Linked DNA regions of Ovis aries: region 1 is linked to region 2. A link is a contact called in public Hi-C data. All regions are on one chromosome and are shown on one strand. Each heading gives the region's core, a stretch centred on a gene start, on an enhancer-like site or on the middle of the called end of the contact. The rest is flanking DNA. Distances are from core to core; before and after follow the strand shown.

Region 1 (7,602 bases), core at 3,826-6,325, 470 kb before region 2:
CTGTGACACCAAACCCGACGGTGGGTTTTTAAGTGAGGACGGAGAACTTGCCTCTCAAGGGTACATCGATATTTCATTTCCCCCCAAAATGAATGGTCTAATAGCAATGATCAGTTCAAACATTTATGTGGCTCTTCCAAATTTTCAGGGAACTTTCCCACACCTTGAATCATTTCACCCTCTTCCATTTGCCCTGCCTGATCCAAGAGGAGAAGGAGCTGGCCAACAGCCCTGTGGATCCTGCTGTCAACTTAGACCCTGAGGTCCCGTCCAACTCTGAGCCACTAAGAGCTTGCATTTTTCGACACCTGCTGAGGTGGACACGTCTGGCAGGCCCAGAGGCAGGAGCAGAGAGACAGAGCTCCAGAAAGCTGCTGGAGGGGGAGTGATGTGACTTGGGGTTGGTGAGGGGAGGGCCAGGACTTCCTGCTACACACTGTGCATATTTGCACAAATTTGCACATGACTTCTCAGGCCCTGCCTCTCAAATGCCAGTCATTCTCAGGTCAGGAAGTTATAACTGCCTTGCCATGGGCATTTTCTCATCGGCTCTCCTTTTGTGCCTTGGCTCCTCTCCGCATCTCCAAGGCGGGAAAGGGGAAGGAGAGAAGATGGCACAAACAGCACCATCCACTGCACCTCCCCCCACCCCACCCCACCAGCCCTCTGAGCTGGCAGAGGCTGTCCGAGGGCGGGGCTGAGGTTCCTGCCTGCAGGAAGCCGGATCAGGGCTCATCTGAGGACCCCAGGATCTTACCAGACGCCACTGACGCAGCGGGTGGATAAGGCGCGCGGGGCGATGGTAGAGCCCTGCTGCATGAAGCCCCCGACCGGAAACCAGAGGCTGTTGCCCAGGGAGTACTGATTCACAAGGAGGTTGCACCGGCCCTGGGCACACGGGTGGGGGCTGTACCACTCGTAGGGGGTCAGTCTGTGGGAGAAAGGAACACATGTCAGCGCCGTGGAGGGTGGGCATGAAGAAGGGGTGCTGGGGGTGTGGGGGTGCTCTTCTTCCTGGCCTGACCCCTGGACCTTGGTAGCTGCCTGTGGCCTTGGGCAAGCCAGCTCCCTTCTGTTGGACTATGTTGGCAGTTTTGGAACTTTCTTTAATCAAAGAAACATCTTAATTTTTTCAAAATAAATCAAGTCATGGGGGTGGGTGGCTGGGAATTGCTTGTTCTGTCTTTTTTGTTCCCCCGAAGTGACCACAGAGAGAACCCTAGGGCCCCACAGAGCCGTGGATTGAAAACTCTCAGCCCAGAGTGGAAATTCTCAAAATGTAACTGACATCAGAATCACCAAGAAGGCTTGTGAAAACACGGATCGCTGGGCTCCAGCCCTGAAGTGTCTGATTCGCTAAGTCTGGGTGAGGCCTACGAATCTGCAGGTTCCTGGGAGAAGGGGATGCCACTGGTCCAGGGACCACACTTTCCAAACCACTGACCCCAGTGGTTCCCTCCAGCCCTGGTTCTCAACCGTGTCTGTGTTTCAGACTCACCCAGGAGCTTTTTAAAAAATGCCAACACCTGGATTCCATGCCCAGAGGTTCTGATTTCATTTGTCCAGGGATGGCCTGGGCCTCAGCATGTCTCAGGGCTCCCTGGATGAGTGTGATGGGCACATAGGGTTGACAAGGCACACAGGCTCCTTTGACTGTCCCTCACAGCCTCACGCTGGCCTCTCTCCCAGCAGTACCTCTGATGTCTCTGATACCCTAACCTCCTGCCCATCAGACACATGCCCTCCCTCTTCCCTAGCATGCCTCCCACACAAAGCCTTCAGCTCTGATGTGGGAGACGCATCTGGACATATGCCAAGAAGGGCAGGTCTGTGTGTTCACGCGATGCCATCATCTTCCCCGGCCTTCCTGTCCCTTCGCCCAGCCTAGTCTGCAGGTGCTGCAGGGCTGGTTCACATTTCCTTCGCTGCTACTTGTTGCTGATTACAAGGCCAGTGTGCCATCTCTGGCCCCTGCCCCCATACGTCCTCCTTCCTTCCAGGGGCTGCGGGGCTGGATCGGACCCGTGGGGCTTCACCCCAGTGGTTCCCAAGCCTACGGGTGGTTGGATGTGAGCTTCAGAACTACAGATTCCCGAGGCCTCATCCCTAGAGATTCTGAGATGATCTGACTTAGACATTCAAGTTGTTTTAAAGCTCCCTGAATGACTCTGATATCAGCTGGCTTGGGAACGGCTGCCATAGAGCAGTGGCTTTCAAACATCTTTTCCCTCTAAAATCTCACCCAGAAGTACAATACATGAGAGAGAGAAGTGGAGCTGGCCTGAATGAAGACGAGCTGAGGCCGCAGAGCTCTGTGTGCCTAGCCTCTTCACCGCTCCTCCACGTGTCCGCGCCTACCAGGAGCCTCCACGTCCCCGGGAACCCAGTTTGAAAGCTATTGCCCTGGGCCAAATTACCCTACCCTCAGATATTACTCATATAGGATATTATATGTATTTTGCTGCTGTTGTTCAGTTGCTAAGGCCATGTTGGACTGTAGCATGCCAGGCTCCTCTGTCCTTCACTGTCTCCTGGAGTTTGCTCAAATTCATGTCCATTGAATCAGTGATGACATCCAACCAACTCATCCTCTGTTGTCCCCTTCTCCTCCAGCCTTCAATCTTGCCCAGCATCAGGGTCTTTCCCAATGAACTAGCTCTTCATATCAAGTGGCCTGTATGTCTGTGTGTGTGTGTGCGTGTGTGTATATATATACATATTGTATGATATATATGATGTATGATCAGACCTCTAGTACAATTTTTTGGTTAATCTTTTTGTTAATTCTGGATCCTGGGGGGCCAGTGTGTGTGTATGAATGTGGATGGCAGGAGAGAGGGACTGTCTAAGCCCCCAGGGCTGATTGAAAAGTTTCAGGCTGTGAAAGGCAGGGTGAAGCAGTCTTGTGTGTGTGTGTGTGTGTGTGTGTGTGTGTGTGTGTGTGTATGTATCTGATAGCTACGCCCTAATACCACTTCCAGTCCCTCAAGGCCACCTGAGAACCATGACTTTCTACACACAGGGCCTCAATCAAAGGGGACAAGAGAGAATTCCAGGGCAGCGGAGCCGAGACTCAGGCAGACAGCTTCCAGTGAGCAGCCGCAGACAGCCCAGCGAAGTGCAGAGGGGACGTGTCAGATGGCGTGCCAGCTCCCGCGCCTTGCCAGTCGACACTGACAACAGATTCTTGACAGTGGGCATGGCTACAGGCCCAAGGAGGGTAGGTGGCACCAAGCGGCACACGCAGCACCCTGTGATGATGACCAGGTTGTAAGCAAGGCCTTTCCCCCTTTGGCTGGGTCTCAGGGGTCGGGAACGACTTCCTGAACCTGGCTTTGATCTCCACTGGAAGAGGCATGGAGTGGGTGATGCCATGCCTCTTGGGCAGGTAGGGAACTGCCCTAGGGGTTTGTACTCCGAAGATCCTTGGGGCTCCATTTTCATTTTTTAAAATTCATTTTTAACTGGGGGGAAATTGCTTTACAATGTTGTGTTGGTTCCTGGTGTGTGTGTGTGTCTGTGTGTGTGTGTATGTGTGTGTCTGTTAGTTGTTTGGTTGTGCTTTGAGAGCCCACCAACGTAGCCCACCAAGCTTCTCTGTTCATGGGATTCTCTAGGCAAGAATACTGGAGTTGGTAGCTATTTCCTTTTCCAGGGGATCTTCCCGACCCAGGGATCGAACCTGGGTCTCATGCATTGCAAGCGGAGGATTCTTTACCACCTGAGCCACCAGGGAAGGCTGGTCTCCTCTGTGAATGAGTGAGTGAGTGAAGATGCTCAGTTGTGTCCGACTCTTTGCGACCCCATGGACTGTAGCCTACCTACCAGGCTCCTCCCTCCATGGGATTCTCCAGGCAAGAGTACTGGAGTGGGTTGCCATTTCCTTCTCCAGGGGATCTTCCCTACCCAGGGATCGAAGAAACCAGGTCTCCCACATTCCAGGTGGATGCTTTAACCTTTGAGCCTCCAGGGAAGCCCAGTGATGGAAATCACCCATAATTATACACGCATCCCCTCCCTCCTGGGAGTTCCATCTTCTAGCTGGAGGGAGCACAGGCTCCCCTTGAGCAATGAATAAACGTGCTTCTGGGGAAGACCCCACCTCATAGAGGTGGACCATTCACCTCAGAATAGGCCAGCGCTGCCCCTGTAGCCCCAAGGCAGAGGAGAGCAGACAGCTGGACCAGAGCCACTGTCAGCCCCCTAGACTCTCAATCTGAGTGGGTCTTGGCTCCCCTGAGGTGATCAGCTGAGTTCTGAGCAGGAAGCAGGGCTCTGTATGAATGACCCTGAACCACGGGAGCTGGCTCTGCCTCTGGATAGTAAGTGGGCTCTTCTGAAGCCCAACTTAGCCTCAGAGAGAAATGACCCTCTCTGCGCATCCTCTTGGGATGCTCCTTGGCTTCTTCCTGGGCTCAGGGACACTCTCTCGTGTCCAGGGAGATGGGGGATGGGTTTCTTGTCCTCCCCGACCCTGGATCTGGACCATGTGTCTCAACTCAGCGCTGCTTGCCAACACTGCTCTCCATCCTGCCCTGCTGCTGCCAGCCTCCCTGCACGGTCTCCATTCAACAAGGCAGCTGTGTTTTCACAGACAGACCGGGCTGGGGAAGGGCCAGGCCCTCTGCAGAGGAGGCCGTCTCCCTTGCCTGTGTCACTGAGGCTGCCGGTTCCCAACTCCGGATTTGCAGCCTCTGTTTCCTGTCACTCAGCACTTTGTGGCAGGTCCTGGCGAGGACAGATGCCAGGGCAGCCAAAGGCAGAACACTTAATCAGAGTAATCTTCCCACCACCTTCCTCCCCTCCTCTCTCTCCCAAGGCAGGGGGCTGGAGACTGGGGAATGAGAGGGGTAAGAGGCAAGGGGCACAAATTCGGACAAGCTCGCCTGTCTATGTTGTGCATATCAGGGGACGGGCACATAGATGGATGGACGGGCAGTGCCCAGCTGACAGCCGGGCCAAGTGGCTCGGGTCCTGAGCCCGCCTCCCATTCCTCTGGTTTGGGACCAAGGCCGCCCCCTCCTACTCCCACCCCTGCCCGTGCAGTTCCCAGAGGTGGACACGAGATGGCGGTGTGAGGACAGGGAAGGGGAGAAGCCAGTACCGAGCCACGAGGAAGAGGACGCAGCTGACGGCCAGATAGGCTAGAAGCATGAAGAGCCAGACGCCCGGAGAAAATGGGTCCAGGAAGGAGAAATAGCCGGGTCTGCGTCCCTGGAAACGGAGACAGAAACGAGATTCATGTATGCATTCAGTTAGCACAGCCATTGGGCAGGGGAGGGCAGAGGGGTTGGTGAGCTGGGAATGGGCCCAGACTGCACTGCCTTGGGTTATGGGTGATTGGTTTAAATGACACAGGGGCCGAAGGTGTAGAGGGGTCTGCTCTGAAACATCTACATAGCCCTTAACTCAGTAGATGAAACTAAAGAACGGCCCAGGGCCTCATCACTTCCTAGGATGAAGGAGGCTCTGTGCTGGGCAATAGCACAGCACTCAGTGTCCGTTATATGCGTCCCCATGTCCTCCAGGGGCAGCGTGGATAGGCTCTGAAGCACCTTTGAGCTGTTGATGTCCAAGGACATGTAGCCCCCTCTCTGCCACTCACGTCTTTCTTACGAGGATGCTAATTTGATAGGCATGCTTGGTTTTTGGTTTGCAGGGTGATCTCACATACAATGAGACCTTCTCAGGTAAACCTCAAACTGGATGCTGTGTAGCGCCCAGATTCTTATTTTCATTGTATTCGGAAAGAAATCAAAGCCCTAGGGCATTCGAGAGATGTATCCAAAGTTAGACAGCTCATCAGTGGAAGAACTGGGACTCAAATGCACGCTTGCTGACACAAAGCCCAGGGCATCTGATGCAGCCCACGATACTGCAGAAAAACATGGTTGTTCCTAGGCCAGGCAGTCATGGGAGCCAAAGGATGGAGCCAAGAACCAGCCAGAAAGCTGGGGACCACACTCTGGCAGAGGCAGGGGGGCATTTTCTGCAGGAAAGTGAGACGGAACGAGAAGGAAGGAATTTCAGAATCTGCTCCTGGTCTTTAGCAGTGTGGTCTCAGGCAAGTGCACACCCCTCTCCAGACTCCACTGGAGCTGATCTAGATCAAAGGTGATACCCTAGTGACCTGCAGCCCACAGACCACTTGCTTGTTGACTTGTAGTGTTTACTCATTTTGATAAGCTGTCAACATTAAGTGACTAGGATGTTTCCAGAAAAATCCAGATTCTGGCTTTAAAAATGGATGATCTGGCCACATTGGGCCCAATTCTCAACCAGCTGGAGCTGAGTGGTGGCTGTTCACTCAAGACAGGGCCCCACTCTACAGCTCCCACTGCTGCCCTGGCCTTGAACCAGGCTTGCTTCTTCCACTTACTATGAAACCGCTGGAACAGATGCTCCCTAAAGACCATTCTAAATCGAAAATGATATGACTTTATGATTCCAGGAATCTACGAGGTCCACGGATAGGATAGAAAATCAGTGTTAAGCTCAGGAGTGCTATGAACAGGTAAACTTTCAAGTTCAAGGACATATCAGTCATGGCACAACCTGCTGTCAGTATCAAGGTATGTCATTTTGTACTGGGGTTCCCAGACACTACAAGGGGAGCTATCTATGCCAATACTGAGCTAATCTCAATCAGCTTTCTGGGCTTTTGTTATCCAGGGACAGCCAGACCATGAGATAATGCTGAGAAACTGCAGCTAACAACAGCTGCTCCCAAGGCAGCATCTAAGGAGCAGGGGAGACAATGCTGCAAGGCCCTGTTGTATCTGCACAAACCCCAATTGTGGCTGATTTTCAGCTGCTCTTCTGGTGAGTTCTCCATCCCTTCCCAGTGAGCCAATAGACAAATTCCCAAAGCACTTGGGAGTATAATTTTATTCTCCCACTGAGGACACAGTCCAGAGGGTACAGAGTGAAGAAGTCAGAGCTTACCCTCTGCCAGTGGGGCACTGGTTCTTGGATCCTGAAGTCCTTCATCAGTGTGACAGTGCCCCCTGGGGTGGTCTGTCTGAAATTGGATTTCTCTCCCAATGTGGCTTAGACCAGGGAACTGCCCTCTGATACCAACTGCAATTTTTCTGCCTCATGTGTGTTCATGTTGAGCTGCAGAGAACACTCAGGTGACTGGGAAAATAAAACAGCTTGAAGGACAAAGCCCAGTGACCAGGGGAACAGGAGAGAAACAGGGAGAAGACCATTTGAGTATGTACGGCCCTATCACTATGTAAATTGTGTAACAGGAAGAAGGACGCAAGACAGCGGAATTGGAGTCCCTCGTTAGTCATTCTTGTGTCCATCATGGACTAACCATGCCTTCACCATCATCCGAAGAGCCAGTGCAGAGGCAGGAAGGGACAGCATGAGTCTAAAAGGGGGTGAAGATGCTCATTACATCTACACACCTGCTGCAGAAAATCACTAGTTTGGGCCTCTCTTGGGGTCCTTCTATCCCCTGGAGCTTCTCTGGGCAAATGTACATGAATTCTACACCTGTCGCTCATGACTACTTCACTCTGTGTCTCCCAACTGAGAGATATCCAGGAGAAAAAAATTCTTTCATTGTTACTCTCTGAATCTGAAACCCCATTA
Region 2 (6,718 bases), core at 435-2,934:
AAGGCTCCGGGCACTTGGCCAGTCCCGAGATGTCTCCGTCTGGTCCTTACTGGCGTCCACTGCCTGACTCCGGGGCCCAGCCAAGCCCAGGGGTCCCTCTGCTTTCCAGACAACCCAGGCCCTTGGGAGAACATGCCCAGGAGAGCCACTGGAGGGAGGCAGGGAGGTGGCACCTCATGGCATCACCAGACAACAGCACCAGGAGGAAGATGGCAGCATGAAGTAGAGGTGCCAAGAGCTGTGCGGCCCGAGGTCCGGAGGGGGAGACGCTGGCCGCATTGCCCGGCCACTGCCAGCCCGGCAGCCCAGAGGGCCAAGGTCCTCCCGGCTGCGGGCCTTCCCAGCCCAAAGGCCCTCGCCAACTCTCCCTGGGCTCCAACTCCTCCCCCATCACTTTCCTCAGCTCAAGGGAGCCAGCGAAAGAGACACAGGTGCTTCCGGAGCCTAGAAACCCCTGTCCCAGCTGTCGCAAGCTGGCCCTCTCCTCCGGCCAGGTCTGAGCCGCTCACCGCTCGCCAGTCCTCACTAGAGAGGAGCTCGCTTTCAGCTCCCCTCCCCCCCGCTCCGCCCCAGCCCCCTCCCCCATCACACGCCCAAATGCAGGTCTCTAGAGTTTCTCCCTCACTTCCCACTCGGGTGAACTAGGGTGGGATGGGTGGGAACCTCAGTAGTCCAGGGAAAAGAGGGTCGTTTCTGATACGACGCTATTCTCCCCGAGGCGAGACGGCGCGAAGGATTGGGGGGGGGGGGGGGGTGGCCGGAGTGCTGGGCAGGGGTCGGGGGCAGTCGAGGCAGATGGCAGCGAGGACTGGAGGAGGGGGCTTCGTGGGCTCCGGGCTGGGATGGGGCACTGTAGCCGGGGACCGAGACGACCAGAGAAGCGGAGGGTGACGAGGTGCGGGGGAGAAGCGCCGGGGTGGGGAAGGGGCCGTCATCCCTGCAGGGGGCAGAGGCAGGGCTGGGAGTTGCACGGGGGCAGAGGGAGGACCCGACCGGGAAGACGGTGAGCCCGGGGAAGGGATGCGGAGGGAGGGAAATGGGGATGGAGACCGGAGGAACTACGGGCGCAGAGCGATGGGGGTTCGGAGCCCGATCGGGAGACGCAGAGACCGGAGTGCAGGGGACAGGCTGGCTGAAGGCGGGAGACGGAGGGAAGGGCGCCGGGAAGGGGGTGGGGGCGGGGGCGGGGTGCGGGGCCGCGGCCCCGGAGGGCAGGAGAGGCAGAGACGTCAGAAGTAGGGAATCCGGGCGCGGGAGGGGGCGCGCGCGGGGCTCCGCGCGGATAGGACGCGGGGGGCGCGGGGGCAGCGCAGGTGCGGGCCGGGGGCGCCGCGGCGGGCCCTGCCCTTACCTGGGCGGCTCCGCACTCCGGGGGCTGAGCTCGGGCCGGGCGCTGCTCCGCCGGCCGCCGGGCTGTTGTTTTCCTTTTTTTTTTTTTTTTTCCTTCTTCCGCAGCCGCCGCGGCGGCTCCAGCGCGATCCGCCGGCAGCTGAAGGCAGAGTCTGTGTCCGGCTGCGAGCGAGCGTGGAGCCGGCAGCGCGGGAGGAGCGCGGCCGAGGTGCGCGGCGCCGCCCGGCGGGCAGCGCGGGAACTACGGCGGCCCGCGCACGCCGGCCGGGGGGGGGCGCCCCTTCGGGGCCCGAGCGCCCAGCCGCCCGCCCGCCCTCGTAGCCCTCTAGCCCGGCGCGCTCGGGGCCCAGGCGCCGGAGGAGAGCGGCGGCGAGGGGCCCGAGCGACCGTGAGCAAACTTGCCGCCGCCCCGGGGACCGAGGCCGAACGAGAGGCGCGGGGCCGGGGCCGCAGCTGCGAGCAGGGTCGCGGGGTACGCGCGCGACCAAGCGGCCGCAGGACGCGGTGCGGGCGCTGCGCTGGATCGACCTCCGGGGGACCCCGGGCGCAACCCGCACCCAGCACCGCCCTGCGCAAAGGGGTGCCCACTCCGGCCCGGAGGAGTTCGAGCCCGGCCCGCTTCGGCGGGCAAAGGGCGCCTCCTGGTGGGGCTCTCGGGGAACAGCGCAAGGGAAGAGCGTGCTGGTTTCTGGAGACTGTGGCCTCGGTGGTGGCTAGGCTGGAGAGGAGTGTGAAGTCGGCGAAGAGAAAAGAACAATTTGTCCCAGGAGGCTGGAGAGAGACGGCTTGCACTTAGTAGTTCCAGGGCACTATTTTATGAATACAAAAATCTTTGGAGGAGCCGTCATCCTCATGCCACGGATGAGGATCCCAGCCCAGGAGCCTTGGGCTCCAGGTAAACGAGGTAGTGAGCATCAGGACCAGGGGGGCAATAAAGCTTTCTGACATGCCGCCATGGCTCATTGTACTACATCACCGCTGTCCTCCGGAGGAGCTGGGGAATCGGGGATCCTGAGGAGGGAGACCCGAGGACATGTGACCTCCTCAGAGGGGGACTTCCTCCTTTCCCACCCACACGATCTCTGTCTGGGACAAACAAGGCACTCATCCCAGAGTCTTGCCATCGTCAACGGCTTGAGCCGCCCGCACTCAACGCTCTGCCCACCGGCAAGGTAGTCAGTCCTCAGAGAAGGGTTTGTTCCCAGATGTCCTGGGTTGGGTCTTGGGCATAAAAAGCTGAAACCTGGACGATGATGCTGCGTTCCCCAGGCTCACCACCCCACTCTTACCACTTCTCGGCCACCCAGGGCTGCAGGGATGAACAGGGGTCGCAAGAGTGCTGGCTTCCCATGCCCACCTCCGCTAGCTGGGCATGGCGACTGCTCGCTAGGGAAAACACCAATACTGCTTAACAGGTGTGGTTTTCAGGAACCTTTGCATCAACTCTGCAAGGTATGTGTGAAGATGACCCTAATCACATTTCACATAAGAAAGCTGCTAAAGCTTAAGATACCCCCAGTAAACCAGCCACACCCAGGGGAGAATCAGCCACACCCCCGGATGAATCAGCCCCACAGAACCATCTAATTCCAGCTCCTCCGTCTTCTCACGCAGGGCCTCATTTGCCAAGTGGACACATGGCTGCATGGACCAAGCAGACAGCACACTGGAGGTGCAAGGGGCATTCCTGGGATCCACTCCGGGCAGGGGACTTCACATCCCTCCCCTTCAGTGTTCACATCCCTAGACATGAGGGAAGCAGACTGAATAATCTCTGAAGGTACTTCAGACTCTGAAAGGCCGATCCTGGATCCTGGGCCTTTTCTTGGAGAGATGTGAGATGAGCAAGACCATAGAGGCTTAAGTGTTTGGGAGGAAAAGTACCATCTGTGTGAAATGTCTCATCTTATTCCTTTGTCTCCTGATAACTGGAGGCGGGGAGGGGGAGAAGTTGTTGGCGAGAGCAACGGAATTGCTGATGGGTCTTGACTGTGGTCTAATGAGGACCCCAGTTTCTCACCTTCTTGAAAAGATGATTCTGACCTTCTTTCCCTTCCTTAAGGCCTCTGTCTCCTAAAGCACAAGGCCCGCTAGCAGTCAGAAGGTGAACAGTGATGCCAGAGAAGCCTGTCTACAGCCTCACCCTGGCTGTCCCCCACCCACCTGCTGTCTCTTCCTTCTGCTGCTAACCTCAGAGTTCTGAGTGATCGCTGCTTGCTGTCCTCTTTTTGCAGCAGTATGCAGAATCCTAGTTCTTTGACCAGGGATTGAACCCAAGCCCCCTGAAGTGGAAGCGTGGAGTCCTAACCACTAGACGACCAGGGAAGACCGTGTCTACTTTCTTTACTCCTGAAAATCAGTGTCACTTGTCAATCAAAGTTTAATTCCAGGCAAGCTAAGTTCTCAGGCCTGATTGTGGGTGGGAATGGGGTGGAGAGGCTGGTCCTGATAATCTTGGATCCCACAGCAGGGCTATGTCGGAGGGGAATGAGGCTGGCTCAGCTGAAATATCTCCAAGGCTGCAGCATTGAGTGAGATAGAAGGGTTGGAAATGGTGGTCCCTCCCCTGGAACCTCTCATCTGAAGCATCCCAGACAGCCAGCTGCTGGGCTGTGCTAGACAGACAGCATTCCGTGTGCTAGGGCCTCATGGTTAAACCCAGTGGATTCAAGCGCTTTGGTGACTGAAGCCCGTGGAAAGGAATTTGTTCTCCTAGATTTATGTTAGCACCTCTTTCTTTGTATTTGCTTCAGGTATATCCCCAAAGAATTCCTGATCTTAAATTTACTAACCTGTCTTTTCCAGAGGTCCCTTTGAAGGTTCATCCCAAGTTCATAATGAACCCCTTGCATAAGTGGGGCCAACTCGGGCACACGATGACTGTGTGACTTGTCACTTGCTTAGGAGTACATGCCATCTTCTATCACTGTCTCTTAGAAACTATTGCAACAGTCATCTAACTGACCTCCCTGGCCCCCTCCAACACATCCACAAATGGCTGTCATTTCAGCTACTTCATCCCTAGCTTAAAATCCTTTCGTGACTCGAGATAGCCTCTAAGGTAAAACTGAGTCCCAAGCTTCTTAGCACAACATAAAAGCTCTCAGCTCACTTCTGTCCCACAGCCCAGTTTCCACCACCGCCCTTCTCAGACTTCATCAATACCAAATGCTTGTAGTTAGTTCTCTGGTCCTCTCATTAAAAAAAAAAAAGAAAAAAATTATGTTTATTTGGCTTCGCCGGGTCTTAATTGTGGCACAGTCCAGTTCCTCAACCAGGGATCGAACCTGGGCCCCTTGCATTGAGAGCACAGAGTCCTAGCCCCTTGACCACCAGGGACGTCCTCGGTCCTTGGTCCTCCCATGCTACGCCTCTTTGCCCTTAACACATTGACTTTCGCCCAAAGCCCATTCCCGCATTCCCTCCCCTCAACCCCACATACAGCTAGACAAGTTCATATTTACCTTTCCAAATTCAGTTCAGGAATCTCTTTCTGCTAGAGGTTCTTCCTGACCTGCAGTCTAGTCCCTTCTCAAAGAATTAATTACTCCCTTTTTTGGACTTCGCTTACGCTTATTGGAGCTTAGGGCTACTCCCTTGTTTCATGTCTGCCTTCACTAAGAGGCTACGAATTTCACCCCCTGGATTTATTTTTAGCTTCTTCCTTTTTTGTATTTGCTTCAGGTATATCCACAAAGAATATTTGATCTTAAGTTTACCTGCCATCTCTTTTCTAAGATCCTTTGAAAGCTCATCACCAGTTCGTGGTAAAACCAAGCTGTCTTAACAGCACAATGCCTGGGACGGTAGATGCAAGTAAATGTGTTCAAGGAATGCACAGACATGGAGTAAGAGTTAGCGGGTCTGCAGTTCAGGCAAATCAAATTGCCTTCTGTGGTCAGTCCAGATGAGTCAGATAAAATGACCTAACTGGCAATATGAAGCCTTGGTCCCTGGTAAGTTGAAGCTTTTATAAACCTAATCTAAATTAGGGGTTCACATTTGGGGGAATGAAGTTGAAGAAAGCAACAGCCTGATTGAATAACCTTCTTGCCACACAGTAGTAAAATGCAGCCATCCCATCAGTGTACTGCACTCGAACTCGGGATTAAATGAAAGTGACCCTCTGTGTCTTCTTGCCACCTGTTTGGGGATAAAGGATGATCTAACAGGACCAGTTTAAGAGCAAAATTGAAATTAGAAAGAGGACTGTTCTTGGACTTGACGTAGATATTTTCACTCATGCCTCGACGGATGCAGTAAGTAGTGCTTCCACCTGATAACATTATGGCCACGCGCTGGCAGAGAACAAACACACACGCATGCGTGTTTAGATATACGCAGCCTCCTGGCCTCCTTGCAGCGTGTTGTTCAGCCTGCCTGGCTGCAAAGGCTACATCTAATGTTAAAAAGCCACCTCCCCTCCTCAGGATTTCCCTGGCGGTCCAGTGGCTAAGACTCTGTGCTTCCAATGCAGGGGGCCCAGGTTCAATTAGTGGTCAGGGAACTAGATCCTTCATGCTATAAGTAAAGATCCCGCATGCCGAAACTAAGACCCAGCTCAGCCAAATACATGCATAAATAAATAAACCTAAACGAGTTGGAATATGGAGGAAAACAAATTTTTCTCCCCTTCTCTTGACAACGGCATGCTCACGCATCTCCCTTCCCCCAATGCCTCTTATCTCAATTTTTTAAGTCTGCTACTGCCAAGTCGCTTCAGTCGTGTCCAACTCTGTGCAACCCCATAGACAGCAGTCCACCAGGCTCCTCTGTCCCTGGGATTCTCCAGGCAAGAACACTGGAGTGGGTTGCCATTTCCTTCTCCAATGCATGAAAGTGAAAAGTGAAAGTAAAGTCGCTCAGTCGTGCCCGCAGAATACCACTCACACTGAAATTAAAATGAAAACTTGGGTCATCCCTGATCAGAATGCAACGTGCCTCTCATCCTGAGCCATGCTCTCTTCCTAATGGGAGACCCTAACACATCCCACCACGTGTCTTAGCTTCCATTTACCACCCAGCAGAGGAGATAAACTGCGTGGCAATTAGTTCTTTAAAAAACCATCGGTGCCTATTATGCATAGAGACTGGAGACAAAATAGGAAATAAGGCAAAAGAGCAATCCAGGGCTTGACCTCTGGCAGTTCACAGTCAAGTGAAAGATCTGGTATAGGGAGAAGGCTCTACTGCTAACAGTTGCGGTCCGCTCTATCATCAGGCATTTTCTGTATGATTTTTCACATACAGTTGACTTGGTTACATGGCCATGGACTAGGTTGGCTGACTGGATGGGGGTAGGGAGCAGACTGCAGGGGCATGTGACTTATGGCAACTCCAGAGGTGGGACTGAGGGCCCCCAGCACAC

Evidence for each region. Hi-C and Micro-C count contacts between places; a contact is called where the count stands out from the background.
Region 1: a contact with region 2 is called in a Hi-C map of liver, with 8 times the contacts expected there. The contact joins two enhancer-like sites. A contact is called at or near these places in 5 of 16 Hi-C or Micro-C datasets (hypothalamus, liver, omental adipose tissue and 1 more).

What each region holds. Positions count from the first base shown.
Region 1 is chr15:31,293,549-31,301,150 of ARS-UI_Ramb_v3.0, reverse strand. GRIK4 (glutamate ionotropic receptor kainate type subunit 4) reads right to left here. Exons shown (of 21, transcript XM_042232998.1): 14 at 5,105-5,214; 15 at 758-931. Among named protein-coding and RNA genes, the nearest start is that of TBCEL, 72 kb to the left of the region's middle. Within about 2 kb of position 5,075, at least 16 of the 54 cell types and tissues checked have an H3K27ac peak or open chromatin away from gene starts, as enhancers often do. A contact at or near this core is called in hypothalamus and liver, where this site is marked.
Region 2 is chr15:30,819,752-30,826,469 of ARS-UI_Ramb_v3.0, reverse strand. LOC121816658 (putative HTLV-1-related endogenous sequence) reads right to left here. Exons shown (of 4, transcript XM_042232819.1): 2 at 2,640-2,736; 3 at 1,352-2,068. Among named protein-coding and RNA genes, the nearest start is that of GRIK4, 110 kb to the left of the region's middle. Within about 2 kb of position 1,684, at least 9 of the 54 cell types and tissues checked have an H3K27ac peak or open chromatin away from gene starts, as enhancers often do. A contact at or near this core is called in hypothalamus and liver, where this site is marked.